Regions from separate parts of the Pan troglodytes genome. Here regions 1 and 2 are each linked to region 3. A link is a contact called in public Hi-C and capture Hi-C data. All regions are on one chromosome and are shown on one strand. Each heading gives the region's core, a stretch centred on a gene start, on an enhancer-like site or on the middle of the called end of the contact. The rest is flanking DNA. Distances are from core to core; before and after follow the strand shown. Region 1 holds the start of MED12L (mediator complex subunit 12L). Region 2 overlaps MED12L (mediator complex subunit 12L). Region 3 overlaps CLRN1 (clarin 1).

Region 1 (4,526 bases), core at 262-2,761, 160 kb after region 3:
CCTTTCGGCCGGGGGCGGTGGCTCACGCCTGTAATCCCAGCACTTTGGGAGGCCGAGGTGGGCGGATCACGAGGTCAGGAGATCGAGACCATCCTAGCTAACACTGTGAAACCCCGTCTCTACTAAAAAAAAGAAATACAAAAAAATTAGCCGGGCGTGGTGGCGGGCGCCTGTAGTCCCAGCTACGCGGGAGGCTGAGGCAGGAGAATGGCGTGAACCCAGGAGGCGGAGCTTGCAGTGAGCCGAGATCTCGCCACCGCACTCCAGCCTGGGCGACAGAGCGAGGCTCTGTCTCAAAAAACAACCAACCAACCAACCAAAGAAAACAACAACAACAAAAAAAACTGTCCTTTCTTTCAAACAAGGGAGCTAGATTTGATAGATGCCTGTATCACAAGGGCAAGTCCAGCCATGAAATTAATCCCAGGATATTAGTGGAAGAGAAGACCCTGGGGCAAGATGGGGAAGGTGGTCAGGAAATGCCCTCCAGTGAAGTTAGGTAAATGCTCTCTAGAAGTAATTGTTCAGATTAAGGAAGCCAAAAGCTAAACACCTGACTCAGCCTCAAACTGGGTTTGGAGGTGCTCACAGGTCAGGCTCAGGAGTGAGGAACTAGCCTCTACCACATTACCTTCACTTTATTTATCTCCTTCTTCCCCCTTTGCTTAAATGTCAACGAACATCAAAGTTGATGTTCAGATTCAACCAGCATTTCCAGAGCACCTACTATGTATCAAAGGCTTCCGGTTAGAATCTGCCTTTACCACCTTACAGAGAGGGAAGGCCGAGAATGCCTCAAGCCGTGGAGAACGTGAGTCCATTAGGCAAGGACAGGTTAGGAACCCAGTCCCTCCAAGTCCAAGTCAGGGAAAACAGGTCAGAAACTTAGAATCAGTTGTGGGTTCAAATTCCGACTAGTTTCGTGGCTTTCGGCAAGTGAGTGGTCCTCTCTGAGCTGGCTCAATTTCTCCATCCATAAAAAGGGTACAGTAAGACCGTGGAAGCTTGTAAGGACCAGAGATTCTGACTATCAAGATCCTGGCACGTAGCAAATGCTCCATAAATGGCAGCCATCATTCTTGGCCAAGTGCGGGCGCATTCTCCCGGGCACGCCTCCCGCGGGGTCCCTCAGGACAGGCCGAGCCCGCCTCCGCGGCTCCGGTCTCGCAGAGCTCGCGCCAGGTGGCCCAGCATCTTGGTGCCCGCGCCCCGAAGCGAGGAGCGAGGGCGGGTTGGATGACCAAGGTCTGCCCTGGAGGATCACCCTCCCCGCCCCTTCCACGCTCCCGGCGCAGGTGAGGTTTTCGGCCCAGGCCACGGGGACCGCGACCTCTGGGGAGGTCGAGGCGGAGGGTGCAGCGGGGGGCTTGGAGCAGGGCTCCAGAGGGCGCTCCCTCCCTCGCCCAGGTTCACTCCAGGGGCAGCCTCGGCGCCGGGGCCCGCGGGCTGCGCGTTCTGCGGCTGCGAAAACCCGGAGAGGCGGATTGGAGCGCGCTCACCGCGCTCTCAGCCAACTCCTCCGCGGTCCGGCCGCCGAGCTGGGCATGCTCAGTGCGGACGCCGCGCCGCCGTCCGCCAACTCGGAAGCTCGCGCTCCCGGGCCGTGGGGGCGAGAACGCCGGCGGCGAGCCGGCGTCGCTCGCCGCCCCCAGACAGTGGCAAACTTCGCGGCGTTCCCGGAGCTCGTCCGGGCGAGGCAGATACCGCACAAATAAAATCAAATCCAATTCCCCCATCCCAACCCGAATGATGGAGGCTGCGGCGGCCGGAGTGACCCCGCCGCCGCCAGCCCCAGCCCGCTAGCCGCGGACCAACAGGTAAAGTGTTGGGGGTTGGGGGCGGAAGGGAAGAGGAGCTGGGGCCGGGGGGAGGCGGCGGGCTGGAGGAGCCCGAGACGCCTGCGGGCTGGCTGCCCCCGTCGGCGCTCACAGCCATCGCTCCTCACCCCCTTCCCCAGCCCCTGGAGGGACTGTAAAGGGTTAAGTCGGCCCCACGCCACCGTGAGCACGGCCCCCTCCAGCCGCCGCGACCGCCAGCAGCGCGCCTCGGCGCCTGCCCGGAGCCGCCGAGGGGACCGTAGCTGCGGATGCGCCACTGGAACCTGGCGGGCGTCTAGGAGGCACCGGCCGCTTCCCACCGGCCGCATCCCTGCGTCTCGCGCCCCCTCCAGACCTGCCTCTGCCTGCACTGGCCCGGTCCGCGTCCAGGTGGCGGGGTCTGCGGGGCGCGTGGCGGCGGGGGAAGGGTCCCTGCCGGGGAAGAGAGGCGGGGGCGGTCCGCTCCACAGCTTCTTCCCGGGAGGGGTGGGCCACCCTCGCCTTGGGCGAGCACTTCAGCCACCAGCCTAGGCGCCAAGAAAAGTTTTTTTTTTTTTTCCAGTGCCCCACCCCCACCCCCATCCTGCGCCCAGCTGGGGTGGGTTTGGGTCCATTGGTGAAAAAAGTCACACGTTCCCATCAGCTGCTCCTCCCCCTGGAGACAAGGTAGGGGGGAGCAGAGGAGGCAAGCGCCGCGGAGGACCCTGGCCGACCTCTAGCCCCTCCGCCGCCGCCACCGGAGCGGTGCGTCCCGGGGCTCGAGCGCAGCCGAGTACCCGCCGAAGGCTGTCCCCATCAGTGCGTGTCTGCTGCCGGGCAGCGGCAGCATCCAACCTGCTTTATTCCTCCTGCCTGCAGCGCCACAGCGAGCGAGCGAGCGAGGAGGGGGAGAGAGGGAGTCTGTCTGCAAAGTGCTGCTCCCTGGTGCTCAGAGGCGGCTGCTCCAGCTCCAACTCTCATTCATTTCGCCGGTTAACATGAGAGATCATGGCCGCCTTCGGGCTTCTCAGCTATGAGCAGAGACCGCTGAAGCGCCCCCGGCTCGGGCCGCCCGACGTCTACCCACAGGACCCCAAGCAGAAGGAGGTAAGGGCGCCGGCGGCCTCCCCGGCAACCGGGGCCGCGCTCTGCAGCACTGACCCGGGGCCAAGTTGGCCCAGCGGGCATCGCCGGCGCTGCGGGGGAAGAGGTCGGGGAGGGGGATTAGAGGCGGGGGCCAGGCTGGGGGTGCTGGGCGACCCCCCGGCGGCGGAGACCGAGAGGCTGTCAGTCCCCGCGCTCCACTGGGGCGCTCGCTTTCCCTGTGCCGGTCGCTTTCCCGTTGCCGGGCCTTGCACGGCGCCGCCGGGCGCTTCTCGGGCTTCTTCCCTGCCGAAACCTTGCTCGCTCTCACCCGTTTCTGCCTGCTTTATTTTTCTTCTTGCCGCTTCGGTAAATCGTCGTAAACTTTTTGAAAAATGTTGGAATGCAGTGCATCCTACACTGAGGTCTTGCGTTTTGCGTTTGCTGGCCAGGGACGAAGGTGGGGGGGAAGCTTTTCAAATTTTCCAGTTTGGAATGGAAGTCGTTTTTTATCGAAGTGATAAATACTTAGCTCTCTGAATATACCTCTGTAACCCTTCTGCCCTTTAAAAATTAAAATTAAGGAGAAACACTGATTTTCGTCTCTAGAGGCAATGGGCTTAATTGCTAGAGGCTGTTTTGTATACGTAAAAGCAGGCGAGTTACCTTGGGAGGGAATAGTTCCCAGGATTGCTTATTTCTTTGAATGAGATTAATTGGAGACACCTTGACTCTTGCACCAGCTACATTAGCTTCAATGGCTAGGGTAACCATGGCATTTTGTAGCTGTGTATCTGTTTGTCAGGAGTTAACAAGTAATTATGTAACAAGTCTCTAGTTATAATGATCACCTTTGGCTACACCATTTGCCCAGGGACTTGCCTTTTTTTTTTTTTTTTTGATCACCTGCTACCCAGCAGTGCTTTCTGAGTTTGCCAGCTGCAGTCCACCCATCTTCTGTTCAGCTAAAAACGAACTGACCACATTTCAAAACTTACCTTTCTGAGAATCTAAAAACCCTCCATTAAAAGTTTGTGGGCCCACTGATAGCACAGAAAGGGCCTTCTAAACCAGGCAAGGAGGGGTCCTTAAGACTTTCCTTTTGATAAATGTATCTTTCATTAGGAGAGTAAGTGCTTGTTCTGGCTAAACTGTCTTGCTTATAAAGTGTCTGAGAAGTAAGGAACAGCAACTCCTTTTAGAGGTTTAGCACACTAAATATGCTCTAGCATCAGTGGAGTCACGCAGATGAAAGCTGGGAAGGTTTTACAGGTGGTTTCCAGCACCAGCTTTACAGGATGGTAGAGGTTTGAGAAGATTTCCCAGATTTTTTTTCCTACCCGTTACCCCACCCTGCTACCCCAACTTAGAATGAAGTTAATGGTTAAGGACTGGAAATAATAGAGAAGCTGAGGATCAAGTGTACAGTTAATAGCTTAAAAATTATTGGGAGGAAATTCTTAAAGTTTTGATAGGGACAGGGATATTTTGTTGGTTGAACTTTATTATCTTGTAATTAATGTCTTACTCTGTCTTTCCAGAGGGCAGCATAATTGATGGCATGATGGCTTGGGGTGCTGTGTGGGCTTATTTAGCATTTGTTCTTCAGGCCAATGCTCATTTCACGATTGGGGCCTCTGATTCTGG
Region 2 (4,156 bases), core at 1,634-4,133, 230 kb after region 3:
GCCTCTCTTTAAAATGAGATTGAGATTTAGCAGAGGTAAATGCCTTGCTCCAGGTTGCACAACTAATATGTGGCAGATCTGAGATTTGGACCCCAGGCCATCCTGTTCCAAAGTCCATTCTGCTGATAGCACTAAATGCTGCCCTATACTACCTCTCTGGTGGTGTAACACAGCAAGTGACCTTTGTGAGCCTCACTTCATTTGGCGTGCTCTGTATTTGCCTCCATGGCGGGTGTTCCCCCTCTGCTGAGCTTCCATTTCTCTCTTTAATACTGCAGCTATCCCAGGCCTGGGAGGAGCTGCTTGTATGTAATGTGACACATCTCTGCCGTCACCCATTATGTGTTTATAATTTACGTGTTTTCATATGCTACAGCAAGGCACAATTTTTGTACTACTAAAACAAAGCACTCAGTGTGCTACTGTTTTAGCTATGCATCGGTGACCAACATCACAGTGCTAATACCTCTAAAATGGTAGGGTGGACTGCATGACCCCTGAAACCCCTTCCAGGTCAGCCTTCTGTTCCTAGGGTTAGGCATTAACAAAGAAGGAATAGTGGTTCCAGAATTCTGGATGCTAGGGAGAGTATAGTCCAAAAAAGCTGTCATTCTTTTCAATCCTGACCCCTCACACCACTCTCAGTAACATTCATGATCATAAACTTTCTAATAATCTGGCTTCATGGACATTAAGTTCTATTTAACATCAACAACTACACATGTATTCATATCATCTGCATTGCCTGAATTTAGAACTGCTCTACTTTCAGAGTAGCTTCCATAGTCACTTTCTGTGTATTTTCTACCCCTGAACATTCCCCGCCCCTTCATCTTCAGTATAATCTGTATGTATCCGTTTCTGTTTTCTTTCTTTTCTTTTCTTTTCTTTTTTTTTTTTTTTTGAGACGGAGTCTCGCTCTGTTGCCCATGCTGGAGTGAAGTGGCGTGATCTCGGCTCACTGCAGCCTCTGCCTCCCAGCTTCAAGTGATTCTCCTGCCTCGGCCTCCTGAGTAGCTGGGATTAAAGGCACCCACTACCATGTCTGACTAATTTTTGTATTTTTAGTAGAGATGGGGTTTCGCCATGTTGGCCAGGCTGGTCTTGAACTCCTGACCTCAGGTGATTGGCCTGCCTCTGCCTCCCAAAGTGCTAGGATTACAGGTGTGAGCTACCTCACCCGGCCTTCTGTTTTCTTTTTGTCACCTGAAACTGGGGCCTCACTCCAGACCAATTAAATTAGAAATTGATGGGTTGGGGCCTAAGGCACTGGTGTTTGTTAAAAGTTCCCGTCACCATTCTGCTGTGCACTCAGGGCTGAGAGCTGAGTTGAAAGTAGGCCCATCTGGCCACTGTCTGCTCATTGGTCCCGTTTCATTACCATTCCCTAGTCGTGAATAATTATAAACATTATTAATAATTATTAAGGAGTACAGTACTAGTCACTATGTGTTATTTTCTATTTTTAATTTTTAATTGCAGTTTTACTAATCCGCATCCACTCGACTGTCTTATGTCCCAGAGCCCTGTAGCTATCTGATTGACATAACTTTAAGTCAGTTAAATACACTTAAAGCACAGGGTTAAGAGGGCTTTATTTATGGACTCCCAAAAGGAGATCAGATTGTGGAATAGTATATTCAGCAACGTTTTAAAAAAAGATATGCATATGTTTATAGAAACATTCATGCATACTTAGAGTAGAAAAGATAGAAAGATATATATGAAAATATTTCGTGATTATAGGTGATGGCCTTACAGATGGTTTTTCTTTTCATGTCTGCAGTATAAATTTTCTATAATGAACGCGTATTTCTCCTATATTTAAAAAAATCTTAAAAAGGAGATATACCCTAGACAAAATAGGGGTGTATGAATGTGTGTGTTATTAATATTTTTAGCTCCTGAGGCTAAAATATTCAGTGGGGATATTGAGAATAGTACCATACTGACAGTGAGTTAATAGCAAGGGTTGGCATACAAAAGTTAGGATTTGGATCCTTGTTATTTTTGTTTTTGCTTATTATAGCTAAGCTAAACTTGTCTCATCTGATGGTTGGTATTTCGTTTTGTTGAACAAGTGAGTGTCATGAGACTGTTAGTCCATAACAGGACAGAAGAACATGATGACATAGATAGTTTACTGTTTTTAATGCCAATGGACTAACTTTAATATCTGTTATCGGTGCTTTCAGAAAAACTATTAAACTAGGAACAGAATGTCGACCTAGTATTTGTTCGTCTTCTCGCATTGGCTTGTTACCGAAGTTTAACAACTCCAGCGTGCATTTGAATTTGAATTTTAAATAAGACACAATTAAAATAAGTGGTTTAGATGAAAACGTAACAGTAGTTATCTCTGGGTTCTGTTAAATAATTTTAAGGGTATTTAAAAAGTAAAAACAAAGCACTCAGTGACTAGCAGATGTTTAGTTTCTACTCTTCCTTTTGTCAAAATAGAAGGTGGGAGAACCTATTGCCGAATAATGGGAAAACAGCATTGTGTGGTAATGTTTCAGTAGGGTGTTTTCTTCTGAAATGCTGTTTTGCTAATCCTTGGGGAAATTTGGCTGTGAGCATGCAATTATTACATTTTTATCCACAGAATGGGCTAAAGTTGGCATCACATCCCTCATGGTTGCCAGAGGCAACACACTGATTTAATTTGTGCCCCTGTGGCAGACATTTTTGAACAATTTCAGTGATTTTTTTCCTGTTGCTACTTTGGTTGTTTCCTTTCCAGTATCCCACTGTTTGTTGCTCCCCAGCCTCTCTGATTTCACCCTCCCTGAGTTTTGAGACACTTGGTGTTGGTTGAGGAGAGTAGAATAATTGAAGATCCAGATGATTGTCCTGAGGGAAGCCATGCGGGTGTCCCTGACACATCCTGGGGCAATGCGGGTTGGAATGCTTTCATGGTCCAGCCCGCAGTGAATGAATGTCTGTCCTCTTAAAGACTGACAAAAACAAACAAATCTTAATTAGGCATATTTGAAATTCCATGTGGAGCCTGAAAAATGGATCCTAAGAGAGCTGCTTTTGGGGGATTTTGAATTCTTTTGCTGTGGAATTTGAGATTCCTTGAGATCTCCCCTTCACGATTCTGTCCTGCTTTGCCTTTGTTTTTTTGATATACTAACTGATGTTTAACAAGGAGGATCACCAGATGGACCCAATTCGAGAGTGAACATCTCTTCTCCTAGGTTAAGAGTCACAGAAGCACAAGGGTAGAGCTGCCTGTTTCTCCAAGAGCTGGCTGCTGCCACAGGGCAGGCCACCTCACACTAGCATGCGTTCTCTAAGGGCTTTGGGTGGGTATCCTTTTCTGAGCACTGCTTGTACAGGCACAGATCATTTTTAGGGAGCAGATGTTTGTTTTATCAGTACACCCTCGAGATAATCAGAATGGGGAAGAAAACATGTAATTCTTGTACCCATTGTGTCTAGAAACTCATATTTTTCTTTTTTTAAAATGCAGAGTGGACACAGATATCTACCAGATATCTTCGAGAGCAGTTGGCCAAGATTTCTGACTTTTACCACATGGCCTCCAGCACGGGCGATGGCCCTGTCCCTGTGCCACCAGAGGTGGAGCAAGCCATGAAGCAATGGGAATACAACGAAAAGCTAGCATTTCACATGTTCCAGGTAACCTTTTGAAGACATGCAGAGTTGTGTGCAATGCTTTTAAGAAGACAGCAAATTCCTTATAGTTTGGTGCTCTGGGGTTAAATCCTATTTTACATGAACCAATACAGTCAAAGAAAGCAGTCTGACATTTCTCACATCAAATTGTATTCAGGGTGACACATCTGCCCTGGGATGACAGCTTATTATACATATTGATCTCCAGCTTTCAATCATGTTAGCTCTTTTAGTGCTATTAATTACTTCGTAATTGCACTATTAAATGTAATCCTTCTAAACCTTTTATTTTGCAAAATTGGATATATTTATTTAAAAACACCTTTGTGCTGATGCCTTCTGTGGTAGCAGACCTCCTTTAGACCTAAGTTGTTCCAGAGAAAGGTCATCTTAATTCAGCTGCAGCTGAAAATACAGAGCTGAGGGGGGAGGGGTAAGGGCGTTTAGGAATGACTGAACTCTCACCCAGACAAGCTGACGTAAATAATGTTGACCAGAAGAGGGCGCTTGG
Region 3 (3,877 bases), core at 354-2,853:
AGAGAACACTGCTAGCAGGAATTCCCAAGTCTCTTACTCTTCTCTTCAATCGGGTTCGTGGCTCACGGAGGGAAAAGTGGACTTTTGCTGAATGAGGGGCGCACCAACTTGTAACTCATTCTGTCTACTGCTTTCGGAGTGGGTCAAAATCCCTCAGACCAAGATTCAAGCAAAGAAACAATCTCTTAAGACACTTGCCTTTTAACTGCACCATAGCTCACCCTCACCTCACTTCCACCCTGGGGTCTCTATAACTATTGCCTGATACTGTCCAGTAGGACTGGCAGGGGAGAGTCTGGAGATTTCTGACTTGGGTCTTTGGACTTTCCAGATAAGCTAGTAAATCCCAGCTCTGAGCTGTGACACCCATGGATGTGTCTGGTTGCCTTGGTGGGAATTTATCACTAAGTCTGTAAATCAAAATATAATTTAATTTGGTTTACATCAGTATTTACAGGAGCAAGAGGGCTTTTTCCAAGGGGGGATTTTGGCCCACAAGCAGAAACCCCAGTCCCGCCCAGTCTTTCTGTCTGCCCTTTAAATTGACCAGCATTGCTGTGTCCCTTGTCACTGATGGTGGTGACCCATCAGCCCTGAGCCGGGACCAACTGCCACGTTGATGGGGCTTGAAAATGGGCATGTCTCTAGAGCAGATACTGAGCACTGAACTAGTACAGGCCCCAGGATATGTAAATAGAAGGGATGAGGGGCAGCAAGGCCGTTAGAGAAACACGGCCGGGCTTTGGCCTGGTCTTGAAGCAGCATTTCTATTATAACAGATGCACTGTTTTAACTACACTGGATCTTATTGGAAGGGGAGAGGGTGAGGAAAATCGAGAGGGAAGTTAATCCTCCCCCCACCCCCACCCCACTTTCCACCCTCTGGAGTCTATGCCTCTGTTCTCATTCAGGTTTCTCTAGGTAAATGATTGGGACAAATATCCATTCTAGCAGCAAGCCACGCTTACCTTGGAGCTGGTGCACCCTACCGCTGCCAGAGTGCACCCTCTGTCTCCACCAGGGTTAAGAAGGGGTGGTGGTCTCCCTCTCCTAGCCTCTTGCCAGGTAAAGGGGCAAGAGGGAGAGGAGAATAATAGCACTGTCCCTTGCCTTGATTGTGTACATGTATGATACTCTGGCCTCATTGAGGGGCCCTGAATACCTGGAATGTGACATGGAAGCAGCTTCCCTGGAGGAACAGATGGGACCACAAGAGCAAAAGACCGCTGCAAACTGTAAGACGCCCAGATGTAAGGAGTGCCCCTCCTCTTCATTCTAATGCACCATCTGCATCTGTTTTCGCTTCATTCTGAAGCTTGCTCCTCTTCCGGTGAACACGTCTTGCCTTGGCTGGGTCCACCTGGACAAACCTAGGATGATGTTCATACATTCTTCTTGCCATTCTTTCTGGCAGCATCATCAGCACTGATGTTCTCACTGATGACATGAAGGTGTCTGAGACAATTAAACAGGCTCCCCACCTGGCATGGTGTTCGCCTCCCCAGGGCCAGCAGGGGGCCCCGCGACCTTGTGAGAAGGCTAGCTGCCACCTGGGGAAGGAGGGCGGGTCCCAGCAAAACGAATGTCATTCCCGGGGCCTTTGATTCCCACCGAGTGGGAGCCGCCTATGAGCGTCCTGGCCAGACCCTTCTTCTAAGGGCTCCCCATAGGCCTGGGGACTATGCGTTTCATCTGCGAGAAGAGAGGGAGACCGGTGCGCTGCTGGTGCCGGGTTGTTTCCTGCTTTATTTTGTGTGCGGTGTGCTCTGCAGGGACCTTTTGAGTGTCTGTCACAGCCCTGCTTCTCCTTTCCAGCCAGGGAACATGGTGGGTTTGCCTCTTAGTTCCTCATTAGATTTTTCAGCAGCTGCTCCAGGTTTTCTTTCTCTTTCTACGGAACAGAGAACAATTGGAGACTTGTTTTCTAAAGAAAAAAGCCTGGTGTTCGAAGGAGTTTTTCAAAACTCCAAGAAGACAGAGAGGAATCCAATAAGAGTGCAGGGGGTACCTGGCCTTGGGGACCTCCAACTAACTCCTCACGCAGGAGACGGTCCTTGTCCTCCTAGCCCACTCATTTCCAGTGCTTTTGTACTGGACCATTTCAACTAAAGACTTACAGAACTGGGCTCTAGCCTGTTACCAAAAAAAAAATCCCCTTTGTGGCTAGACTGAATTGTAGTCTTCTAGAAATTGTCCAGGTGTATTTCCTGATTTAAGGGGAAAAACCAGCATCTGGAAACTCGGTGTGTTCTGATGTCTGCTGGCGAATAGCGAATTGACACCAGAGCAAGTTATTTCACAGGTATACGGTTGTTTCATCCTTGTAAATAGTTCCAAAGGGAAACAGTGTTTTATTTTAAGGAGTACTTTCAAACCTATTATATGAGGGCTGCTGAGTACTCAGCACCTGTGGTCAGAGGCCTAGTGATCTGTTCGCTGTCATTCTCTGCTTTTTCCTTGGTGCTTTCTGGAGGACAGCAGGTTGAGGATGAAGGAAGGGTCAGTTCCAGGCTCAGCTGTGGCCTTTAGTCAGCTGCAGATCAATTTGATGGGTAATTCAGGGGAAAAAAAAGTTGACCTGGGTCATGCTTGGTGACAGCCAGACCAAGACCAAGATGACACAGTGATACCGTCATAATCCCAGATTTAATATAATTTTCATAATTGCATATTAGTACTCGAGACACTATAGCTAGAAAAACAGCCCCTAATAAGTCATTTTGCATCAAATGTACTAAGCAGAGATCATTTTTCATGATTCCTCAGTGGTCCTAACAATTATGTTCATTGAAAGTACTGTCGTGAATGTAATTGGGACTCAGGCACAGGAGGAAAAATACCCTAAGCTTGGTTTTTTCTTCTTTTCTTCTTTTAGAGTTTGCAAATTTTGACCAACAGACATGGTTAATAAGACTATGCTTTTTTAAAGCCTATATTTTATATTTATTTTATTTTTTAATTTTGTTAGTGACAGGGTCTCACTTTATTGCCCAGGCTGTAACTCGAACTCCTGAACTCAAATGATCTTCCCACCTTGGCCTCCCAAAGTGCTGGAATTACAGGTGTGAGTCACCACGCCTGGCCTAAGAGTATACTTTAAACAAATTTTTTAAAATGTGTGTTGATACATTTTATAGATGTTCATTTAATACACTACTGTTTTAGGAAAGCGATTGCAGCTCAGTTTTCTGAAATCTGGCAACAAATGTGTGGATATATTAGAAATATTATTTGTTTTTATTAAAATATATTCCATGTGCCTTTGATATCTTTTTGATAGAAAGACATCTTACACACACACACACACACACACACACACATATATATATGGAGTAACAATTTGTCGATTCTAGTCAACTGCCTTTAACTACCTGGGTCAAGCAATTTCCCACCAGATAAAACAACTTTTCAAAGCCTTCCTTCTGCTTCCCTTACTTTCCAGCCTGTATCCTTAGTACGTAATTTGTAAACATTGTCACGAAGGGTCCTGATGCTTTAATATATGCAGACTAAAAGGATATGCAAAATTAACCACATCTAAAAGTGACCAAAGCAAGTCTACTCCCTTGTAAAATTATAGAAAGGTTTGCCTTTCAGTACATTAGATCTGCAGCTACATTAGTTGTTTCTGCGTCTTTAGATTTTGCAAAAGGGAACTGAAATCCAGCAAGTCGTATTAGGAGCCCATTCAGAAAATGAACAAAAAAGCAAAAGAAAACGACCCAGAATGAGGTGGTATATTTTTCACTTTGCGTTTTGTAGACATAAGTCCCTTCTTTATAATTTGCAATTTTTTCTGAGAGGTGGTGGATTTTCACTTCAGAGGCAAACAATATCATGACAAGACAGCCACAGGAGCCTGCAACAGAAGAAACAA

Evidence for each region. A called contact is a pair of places that touch in the nucleus more often than the background predicts. Capture Hi-C pulls out chosen DNA fragments and counts their contacts.
Region 1: a Hi-C map of stem cell-derived neural progenitor cells shows a contact between it and region 3, with 2.6 times the contacts expected there. The contact joins the promoter of MED12L here to the enhancer-like site in region 3. A contact is called at or near these places in 1 of 7 Hi-C or Micro-C datasets (stem cell-derived neural progenitor cells) and 1 of 1 datasets of contacts at active chromatin or transcription factors (stem cell-derived excitatory neurons).
Region 2: a contact with region 3 is called in a capture Hi-C map of stem cell-derived neural stem cells, with 3 times the contacts expected there. The contact joins two enhancer-like sites. A contact is called at or near these places in 3 of 7 Hi-C or Micro-C datasets (induced pluripotent stem cells and stem cell-derived neural progenitor cells) and 1 of 1 other capture datasets (stem cell-derived neural stem cells).

What each region holds. Positions count from the first base shown.
Region 1 is chr2:154,289,362-154,293,887 of NHGRI_mPanTro3-v2.0_pri, forward strand. MED12L (mediator complex subunit 12L) reads left to right here and starts at 1,512. Exons shown (of 44, transcript XM_016942163.4): 1 at 1,512-1,817; 2 at 2,676-2,903. The coding sequence starts at 2,805.
Region 2 is chr2:154,357,913-154,362,068 of NHGRI_mPanTro3-v2.0_pri, forward strand. MED12L (mediator complex subunit 12L) reads left to right here. Exons shown (of 44, transcript XM_016942163.4): 6 at 3,479-3,648. Among named protein-coding and RNA genes, the nearest start is that of GPR171, 51 kb to the right of the region's middle. Within about 2 kb of position 2,884, at least 3 of the 24 cell types and tissues checked have an H3K27ac peak or open chromatin away from gene starts, as enhancers often do. A contact at or near this core is called in stem cell-derived neural progenitor cells and stem cell-derived neural stem cells, where this site is marked.
Region 3 is chr2:154,129,983-154,133,859 of NHGRI_mPanTro3-v2.0_pri, forward strand. CLRN1 (clarin 1) reads right to left here. Exons shown (of 3, transcript XM_001144483.5): 3 at 1-3,859. The coding sequence ends at 3,594. Among named protein-coding and RNA genes, the nearest start is that of MINDY4B, 21 kb to the left of the region's middle. Within about 2 kb of position 1,604, at least 2 of the 24 cell types and tissues checked have an H3K27ac peak or open chromatin away from gene starts, as enhancers often do. A contact at or near this core is called in stem cell-derived neural progenitor cells and stem cell-derived neural stem cells, where this site is marked.